Linked DNA regions of Mus musculus: region 1 is linked to region 2. A link is a contact called in public Hi-C data. All regions are on one chromosome and are shown on one strand. The core of a region is the stretch at or near the end of the contact, and the rest is flanking DNA. Distances in the headings are between cores, read along the strand shown.

Region 1 (4,792 bases), core at 382-2,881, 610 kb after region 2:
AGTCCCCTTCCACTAATTATGAACTGATGCGTGGGGGTACTGGAAGAATACCCTGGTGGTGCTTCTGTGCCTGTTCTAAGCAGAACGGAGCAGGGGCCTGGAGAGATGTGCCATGGTTAAAAGCATGGGCTGCTCTCCCAGAAGACCCTGGATTCATTCCCAGCACCTACATGCCAACTAAACAACTGTCTGCAAGTAACTGCATGGAACTGTGTAGTTCCATGGATCTGATGCCTTCTTCTGGATTCTACAGGCATGGCATGCACAAAATACACAAATATACATGTAAGCAAAATACCTACACACTTAAAACATACATACATACATACATACATACATACATACATACATACATGCCATTTCCAGGGTTTCTGCTTTTGTGCTCCTTTGCTTGCTCTGAGCTCCCCTGTCAGAGATTTCACACCTTGCTGATCTTGAGTGGTCTGTGAAGATGGAAGGGGCCCTGAAGCCACACAGCAAAGCAGAAGACAGCTGTGAGCCCAGCTGAGTCCTTGCAGCCTGTCCCCAGCCACTAGAACCTTCGTAGTTAAGGCAGGAGATTTGAAGGTGTCTTTGACAGCAATGGAGTCTTTCTTGGCTCTTGATAAACTTAGCTTGTGGTCTAGGGTCCTGTAAAACTCAGTGTCCTCCAAAGCCACTAGGACAGGTGGCTTTTGTGTCCTTGTCTAGAGAATTCAAAGGATGAAATACACAGACCATAAAGGGGAAGGGGGGTTTAAAGAGAAGTTTATTGTGGATTCTTAGGTCGGGCTTAAGAGAAACAGAAAGCAGCACTTCTGTAGCAGGATTGAGTCCTGGCAATGGGATACCCTCGCTGCTGCCCCAGATTTTTAAAGGATTTATGGTAAAGACCGGGGTGAGGTATGGTCCAGTTGGTCGACCATGTGCTGTGTGGTAGCCTCCTCTCCTCTCAGTTTCGTTCATGTCCACGTGTACAGCTTCCAGGCAGGAGAGATGGCTCTGCAGTTACCAGCACTGAGTGCTCTTCCAGAGGTATCAAGTTCAACTCCCAGTCCTGGCATGGTGGCTCACAACCAACTGTAAAACAAAACTTCCAGGCAAGGCCAAGGGACAAGAACTAGAGAAGCAGAATTTCCTGTTATCCTCCCTCCCTCCAGCAAGGGCATTCTCTGAGCTGCTGCTCTGCCCTTTCCGGCCAGCTTTATCTTCTGTCCTCATCACTGGGCAGTGGAAGAACAGAGGACATCTCTGCCCAGCAGACAGCAAATGAAACCAAGATATTCCACCCCTGCTGTGCTCTGTCCAGATTCCAGACCCTCAGTACCAGAAGAAACAGACAACTCACTGCTCTGCTAACTCCTGGTGAGAGTTTGCCACAGAGCCATCCATCTATCCGTAACACCCAGGCCCATGTGTTATTTACATAAAACCTAGAGTCAATGTGCTAAGCATCCAGTTCAATCCGGTGATGTCCATAAACTCCTTTGGATCTCACTTCAGTCCCCTGTGTGGTTATGACTTAAAATGCTACTAGACACCGAGAGCCCATCCCCTGGTTCTCAGCTCCAGTCGAGAACTAAGGCATTACAAAGCCGGCAGGCAATTATCTATCGTGGGCTGGTACATAACAGAAGCAGCCTGGCGCTAGCCCACACTGGGAGAGACATTAGTGGAGCGGGGCTAAAGGGAGGCTGCCCAGCAGCCGCCTGTTCTCAGTGGGGCCTCTCGCCAATCCCGATGTCCACCCACACAGCATTCAACAAAAAAAGTTCCAGGGACTGTGGCCATCATGTCCGTCTGAATTGTGATCCGGATTTGTACACTCTGGGGCGGTTTGATAAAAACGCAAGTAAGAAAAATATCCAATATCACTGCCAGCAAGACACAAAAGGCTATATCGGTTCCCAATTTAAAAATAATAACTCCATCGTTTGGCCCCCTCTGGAGTGGTTCAATCAGATCCAGCCCGTTTCTCATGTTTAATGTCTGGTATAATGACTAGGCTTAATTTTAGTGGAAGATTTCTGCATAAGAAATGGGGGAGAAGAATTTGTAATTCCCCAGAATTAGAATTGATGTCACTGGACTCTTAAAATATGCATATCATCTGAAAATGTATCAAGGGTAAAGAACCTGACAGACTCAGCTAACGGGGCTGGCAAGCGTACCTCAGAGGGGCATCGGTTTGAAGTCGTCGCTGTAAGCCATGATGTAGGTGACAGTAAGAAATTGACTCAAGGTGTTGCAATTCTTTTTAAGAACTCAGAAAATCCCTTCATTAGGACTTAATTGATTTCTCCAGAAAGGCTTTCTCATAAAGGAAGCTGCCCTATGTTAGGTTCTTCGATCGAAGGTCCAGTGGTCTGAGTGCCTGTTAGCTGTCAAGCACCCTGATCTACCCTGGGCCTTCCCAGTAAGTAGAGCACAGAACTGGCCCTGCAGAGTTTGCTGGCTTATCCAGCAGCTCTCTCTCTCTCTCTCTCTCTCTCTCTCTCTCTCTCTCTCTCTGTGTGTGTGTGTGTGTGTGTGTGTGTGTGTGTGTGTGTGTGCAGAAGAGGAGGAGTCAGAAGTACCATCAGCTGGGGGCCTATGGTTCCTCAGACCCCAGGTCTCCTCAATTCCTGTGGTTCAATTAAGGAGGCAATTCCTATGTGGCCTCCAGACGCCCCAAATCAAATTCTAATTGAGTTTCAGGGCACACAGACAGATACTGGGCCCAGAAGCAGATTAGAATCACAAACTGCAGAGTCCCTTTATCCTTTCAGCCTGTTTCCTTGTCTGTAAAATGGGAACAAATCTTACTTCAGAAGGCTTTTAAGAAACACAAGGGAAGGTGAGACAGTTTAGTTCCATTTTACAGATGCTCAGTGCCAGACAAAGACTTAAAACTACATACAAACGAGGAACTAAAAACTCCCCCGGGAAGGCCAGTTGGGGAGTAGAGGATGGAAGAGGAGACCAAGCAAAGGTACAAAGTCAGGAGGCTGCCACAGAGAGGACATTCAGCCTGAACCTGGGAGGGAGGAGCATGGCAGGCGGACATTCACACTCCGGTGTCTTGTAGCCAGTTGATGTTTTCATGGGGCTGGGCAGAAAGCCCACATTCCCCCAGCACTTTAGATTACGTGCAGGACTGAGCACAGGAGCTCCAGTAACCAGAGCACAGGAGTCTCCAATCAATGACACAAGGAGTCTAGCTGTTTAGGATCAAGTTGGCCTGGTGATAGAAGCCAGGGGCTCAGGTGGGATGCCTACAGCATCCTTTTGGACCTGTAGTACCTTCTCCCCGGCTCCTTAGAAAGCCAACACATTCCAGCTCTTCACGTTACAATCAAAGCAAGTCCTTGGGGTTTTTCTTACTTGCTGCTCAGAATCCTGCTTTGTAGCAATAGCAAGAGAAGGGCTGATGTAACACATAAGTTCTCCATACCTACAACCAGAGACAGAACCAGTACTGGGTATGGAGTAATAGCTACATGCTAGAATCTCTGCAGTTTTTTGCCCAAGTGAAAGGTGCCTAACCTAGGATTGCTTGACATTAGCAATGAGATCTCCATGGCCAGAAGAGCCTCTGTCTCACAAACTTTAGGGCAGTGTCCTAGCCCACACACTTCCTTCACGGCCATTTTCATGACTAGTTGTCACCTCATGAGGGAGCTGACACTCTCAAAGAATACCTTTAAGATCCACTGGGATTAGGCCAGCACATAGTTCAATGGAGCCCCGTGCCTTCTACGGGGGGGGGGGGGGGAGATATAATTTAACACAAGTCCAAGGCCTCAACCAATAGGCTCAAGAAAATCCAGTGTTTATAGAGAATCAGATAAGTGCTACCAACTTAATCCAAGATTTGTTTTTAATTTTATAAACTTTATTATTTAAAAAGTACATGCAAATAAATAAAACACCGTACTCCATAATAAACCAGATTCAAAGCCTATACTGAATGCAGGTGATGTATGTGAGTTATGAAAAAGAACATGAAGTTAATTGGTTTTCTGACTCTCTCCTGGAGTCTTAGGTTGGGGGGGCAGGTAGTTAAGTGCATGAACTTATGTGATAACACAAGTATAGAATTTAATGTGAAGCTCTGTAGCCTCTCCCAAATGCCTACCTTTCTGTGAAGGAGTTCACTGAGTTCTCACTGAGAATTTAACAGACTCATTCTAGTAACAAGGATCAAAACTAACATCTTATGACTTTTACTTAAGGAATATACTTTGGTAGTCTGCATTGATGAAGGAAGCTGAAATCTCAAAGGCTTGGTCTGTAGGAAGACAAGGATGCTAAGAGGTAACTCAAGCACTCTGTCTCTAATGCATTAAAATGTTGTAGGTTGGGATGAGTAGATAGAGAAAAGAAGGGATGGATCTGAAAAAAGACAGCAATGTAAGCATGGTCCTGCACATCTGTAATAGCAACACAGGGTGGGGCGGGGAGAAGAGGCAGGAGGATGACCATAAGTTCAAGGCCAGCCTGGTCTATGTATGGAGTCCCACAGAAGCCAGAGCTATAGAATGAAACTTTGTCTCCAGAGCTGAGATGGTTCAGCTGGTAAAGTTCTTCCCTCACAGGGATGAGAGTCAGTTTGGAGTCTTACTGGCCATGTAGACAAGCTGGCCATGGTGGCACACGTGTAGTCCCAGCACTGAGGGGAGGAGATGGGTAGAGCACTGGAGCTCACTAGCTAGCTAGTCTACCCTAATGTGCTAGCTAAGAATCTTGCAAAACAAGATGGGGCTAGAGAGATAGTTCAGCATTTAAAAGCACTTGATGTTCATGCTGAGGATTGGAGTTGAGTTCCCAGCAC
Region 2 (5,230 bases), core at 300-2,799:
CTGTTTTCTGAAAAGGCACAGTTTTGTTCTTCTTTACAGCTCAGCAGAAATCTGTTATGTCTGTCTATGTACCACATTCTCCTTATGTCTTCCTATGTACATAGGCCATTCTGTAATCTGGGTACATAGGACATTCTATAAGGGCACATAGGTCATTCTATAACCTGGGCACACAGGTCATTCGGGAACTTGGGCATGTAGTTCATTCTGTAACTTGAACACAGGTCATTCTATATTCTGGACACAGACCATTCTGTAACCTAAGCATGTAGGCCATTCTGTAACCTGAGCACATATGTCATTCTGTAAGTGAGCTACCACTAAGAGCACTGCAGTAAGCATTGATGCTTTTACTGACTTGTGGCGTTCTTTTCCCTTACTGTCCCCCCTCCCCTTTCCTCTTCCTGAGCTCCTATCTCCTCTTTTTGTTTTTCTATTTTTAACCCATCTGTTAAATGTATTGCATGCTTTACTAACCTCATCTTTATAGAGGGATTTTTAAACAGAATCAAGTTAAATAAGCAGGAAAGTAACCATTGGGTCTAGTCCATGGTTCACCTCTTTCTACAAACTCTTTCAGGCAAGTGGTCATACAAGGAGCCTTCTTGTTTTCTATCCCAGCTGTAAGTCACATGTGCAGTCACTGACCTATTGATTTATTTACATCGTTCTTTACATCATTGTCATCCTTCCTTATAGGAAGGTAGGCGTGTTTGTTTGATTTTCTTTTCTCAGTGATCTGTACAATGAAAACCGGAATCTGCTTCAGACTCATGGCACTCCAACATGGTGACAGTGGGTTTCTCAATGAAGAGGATATGAAGTTTGCTTAGGAACACAGGAGGTATGAGGGAGTACTATGTTCTTTTCTGAGTGAATGCCGGATGATGGGCTAAGACACAGTACCATCCAGGTGGTTGTCAGGACTCTTGTGGTAGATCACATATGTACACAGAACAACCAAAGATGCTTAGATTAGGTTTTTAGGCATCCTTTAAAAGCCTTATGCATCTTACAGTGGACTTCCTTCATGTGTTATAGCTAGTGGGTAACCGAGAGGTCTAAGAAAAGCTAGGATGAGAGTATGCCTTTAAGCTTTTTCCTTCCATGTACTTAGCCCATGTCGGCAGGCAAAACACAAGTGCAAAATAGAAGCGCTTTAATAAAAATAAAAAACAAATTTATATAAAATTTCTCATCTGTCCCCAATTGTGTTGTAAAGCCTTACCTGTCATAGACAGAATGCAATGTCACTGTGGCTTCAAACAAGTGGAAATTATTTTTCTTCAGTAATAAGCAGTTGCTTCTGGTTGCTCTGAAGAGGCCTATATTAATAATGATAATTATAGTTGTTCATATACCCCTGCACAGAGCTTTATAAAGCAGGAAAATGTTCTTACAAGCCATTTCCTCCTTAATAGCTTTGTCAGGAAACAAGGTCTTATAAGGAGGACTTGGCCTAAAGAATGACAGCCAGACTAGTTGTGATGTCACATATAGCATCTAGCAGATGTCCTCTCATGGATAGGGACACACACTGTCTATGCCCACCCCTGTCATGCTGACATAAGGACAGAACCATGGTACCCTGTCAGAGACGCAGATACTTGTTCCCTGTCTTGTTTTCTGTCTGATGTCTGATCTTACACATATTAAGTACTAAGAGTGAGTATAGCATCCCAGAAAATAAGTGCAGCCAAGAGACATAGAAATAATCCAACACAGAGATTTCGTAAGACAAGTTTAGAAACAGATGGGCTGAATAAAGCATCTATATAAAAACCGTTCTGCAGAAAGGCAATAAATAGGCAGACAGACATTTCACATCTTAGAAGAAACCTCAAGGGGGGTCAGGGCATGCAGAAACCTTAGAACCTGGCAGAGCATTGAATGGTCCACTTCACACCTATTCTATGATCTGATTCATTTATTTAGAATGTGGGGTCAGTGGGAGACCACTTTCATTGTGTGTCTCCAAAGACTGCAAAAGAAACATGAATGGGAACTATGGACACAAAACTGAACCATAAAACACTTTACAAATGAGAGTTAATTATTTCCTGTCTGCTCCTATTCGGGACTGCAGAGAGAATATCAACACTGTAGGTAGGGCAAGCATAACCAGGGGCAAAGAAAGCATCAATATGCTAATCTCCAAATTGAAAGTTTTAGAGCCTCTTATTTGCATATAGCCTAAAATCCCTTCGAAAGTAGCTGCAATGTGCTTTGTTACTTTCAAAACCCACATATTGAGTTGTGATTAATTTATTATAGATGAAGCAATGTTTTCCTTTTAAAAAGTTTTCTTCTCCTTTGTGCCAAAGGGACCAGTAGAAAATTTAGCATGTTTTCTGTGCCATAGAATATGCATAGTGGCATCAATAATAAATAGCATTTCCCGCAGTATAGAGTGTGAGACACTTGTTCACAGAGCCGAGTCACTCACTTGCAGTGAGCTAAAAATATCTCAGTGACAAACTCTAGGAAAGGAAGAAAAAGAAGATTTCTGTGTTTGTTACCCAAGGACAAAGCCTTGCCTAACCTGTCCAAGGTGTCCTCATTATCTTCTCTCAATAATATACATTAACACCATAATAGATTCTAGGGTGTGTGGCTTTGCTGCCCCCTCCACAATGCAGAAGATTTCCACACAAAGAACTTCATTTATCTTTCAAGAACAACACTTTATAATGCTGAATAATGTTAAGAAATTAAAGTTTACAAGTGAAATAGAATACTTGTTCTAAGAGTTGCAGGGTCTTAGTGAGTTGCTGCATATGGATTGTATTTCTATGACCAGTGTGTTGAATACCTGTTCCTGTGAGCTTGTTTGAGCAGGAAACAGCTAACAGGTGACAGTCTCAATGGCACATTTCCACAGAACTTTGTCCTTCCTGCAAAAATAACAAACCACAGAACAACAAAGTTCTATGTCAACAAAGGCATGTGTTAAAAGTTCAGCTTGCTGAGGGAGTTTTACTGAGCCTAGATAAGCTTGGGCTATGGAAACTATTGTTTCCTCCACTGTTTGGCTGTTGTAAGCAGACAGAAGCAACAGCAGGCAAGTAGCATCCATGGGTATTATCCTTGTGCTAGCCTTGGGATTCAGGATTTTAGTCATTGGCTGTAGCCAAGGCTATAGCTCTCAGACAATGGGTCCTCAAAACCCAATGGCTCTCTGGAACTCTTCTGGATAACAGGTTGGGTATGTTCTCTTCTGTCTCCTTAAAAACCTTCTCCCCATCTTCATGTCCTCCTCTTTCTCTTCTTCCTTTTCCTCCTCCTTCTCCTCAGCATTACCACTACCACCAGCATCATTATCACCATTACCATCATCCTCCACCATGATCACCATCACCACCACTGTCATCATCACTGTCTTCTTCATCATCATCATCACCATCATCATCATCATCATCTCTTAGTCTACTGCTTTCTTTCTTCCTGCTTTACGTACTCAGGAACTATTTCTCTTCTTGACCTCCATTCATCAGGCTTCCTGATGCTCTACAATCAGAGGCTGCTACTGGGCTGATGTAGGATGTCTGGGAGATGTCCACAGCTGCTCTGGACCTGGTGGCCTACTCAGGAACTGGGTAGCTGAGCAATTGTGATCCCTCAAGCATGGGTACAAACCTATTACCAGGTGGGCAGAACTATTGACAATGTGCCACCCAATCCACAGTACAGGATGAATTCAAATCCACTGGAACTTGGGGACAAATCCACAAGCTTAGCAATGTTGGGGGTATTGGAATCATTTTTACATCCAGTTCTCTCTTCCTGTTACCAGCTCAGCCTATACTTTTGAATGTAGGTAGAGAAAGCAAGATGGCTCCAAGGATTAAGACACCTGCTGAGCTTTATGGTGTGAAACCAAGAGAGGCTGCACATGGGGCATCTCCCCTCTGACTGAATAAATGAAGGCAGCAATCTCCTTCGAAATAGTCCCAGAAGCCATGTTTGGATGAATCGAAGCCTGACCTCTTAATATAGGTTACAAATAGTCCCTCCCTTAGGGGAGATGGTTCCCCTCTAGCTAGGATTTGCAACCCCACAGGAAGAACAACAGTATCAACCAACCAGACCCTCCAGAGGTCCTGGGGACTAAACTACCAACCAAGGAGTACATATGGAGGATCCATGGCTCCAGCAGAGGATGGCTTGTCAGGCATCAGTGGAAAGAGAGGCCCTTGGTCCTGTGAAGGTTGGATGGATGCCCCAGTGTAGTGGAATAGAAGAGCAGGGAGGCAGGAGTGGGTGGGTGGGTGGAACACCCTCATAGAAACAGGAGGAGCGGGGATGGGATACGGGGCTTCGGGAGGGAAGGGAACCAGGAAAGGAGATAACATTTGAAATGTAAATAATGAAAATATCTAATAAAAAATTTTTAATAAAAGAAAAAGATTCAACATTCATTAAGAGTTCCAGAAGGCTTTGGTAGCAAATTGCTAGGTCTAACCTGTATCAAGTGGTTCTAAGAGTCTACACCTACAGGAGGGGGAATAATCAGCTTCATTCTTTGTGGAGTTGTGCCAGGGGGTGTCCCAGGATGTTGTTAGACAGCTGGTACTGACATAAATACAGCCCAGCTGGATGTTACAACTGGTAGACAGCCCCCGCTACTCAAGGAACCAAAGGAGAGTTCAACAGCTCCTAGTTAGATAGTGAAATTGCCCCATTCTCCAATTTATAGGAAGTTGAGTTTCCAGTAGACTTTATATCGAACTTATTTGACATTAAGGCATTGGAGAGACTTACTGCTCTTGCAGAAGAACTGAGTTTAATTTCCATCACTCATGTGAGGCAGCTCACAATCATCTTTATCTCCAGCTCCAGGGACCTGACCTCTTCCTCTGGCGTCCAAGGCCACTGGACTTATGAGTACATACCACACAGAGACATACACGTATGTATATGAGAATTAAAATCATTTTTAATAAAGATATATTTATCATGAACACTAACAAAGACTTTACAATGCTTTACACCTTCCTGGTGGCCAAAGAGGGGTGGGTCCCCCTCATCCATCTCCTATGGAAAATCATAATGTGAAAGGTTATGGAACTGTCAATGGATTAAAAAAAAACTCTTCTACAAGCATGAGGCTTAGACAACACAAAATGATAGGATGGTATGATGAATATAGAATTATAATTTATTTTCATTTCTGTGTGGTATTGATCATCGGCAGTGAGGTTGTCAAATAAACTATGCAAATTTTAAATCT

The links. Hi-C and Micro-C count contacts between places; a contact is called where the count stands out from the background.
Region 1: a contact with region 2 is called in a Hi-C map of cortical neurons, with 2.1 times the contacts expected there. The contact joins two enhancer-like sites. A contact is called at or near these places in 2 of 484 Hi-C or Micro-C datasets (cerebral cortex and cortical neurons).

Annotation. Positions count from the first base shown.
Region 1 is chr9:113,345,075-113,349,866 of GRCm38.p6, forward strand. All of the region lies in intron 4 of Gm39436 (predicted gene, 39436), which reads right to left. Among named protein-coding and RNA genes, the nearest start is that of Gm39436, 12 kb to the right of the region's middle. Within about 2 kb of position 1,632, at least 14 of the 459 cell types and tissues checked have an H3K27ac peak or open chromatin away from gene starts, as enhancers often do. A contact at or near this core is called in cortical neurons, where this site is marked.
Region 2 is chr9:112,733,087-112,738,316 of GRCm38.p6, forward strand. No RefSeq gene overlaps it. Among named protein-coding and RNA genes, the nearest start is that of Gm24957, 210 kb to the left of the region's middle. Within about 2 kb of position 1,550, at least 7 of the 459 cell types and tissues checked have an H3K27ac peak or open chromatin away from gene starts, as enhancers often do. A contact at or near this core is called in cortical neurons, where this site is marked.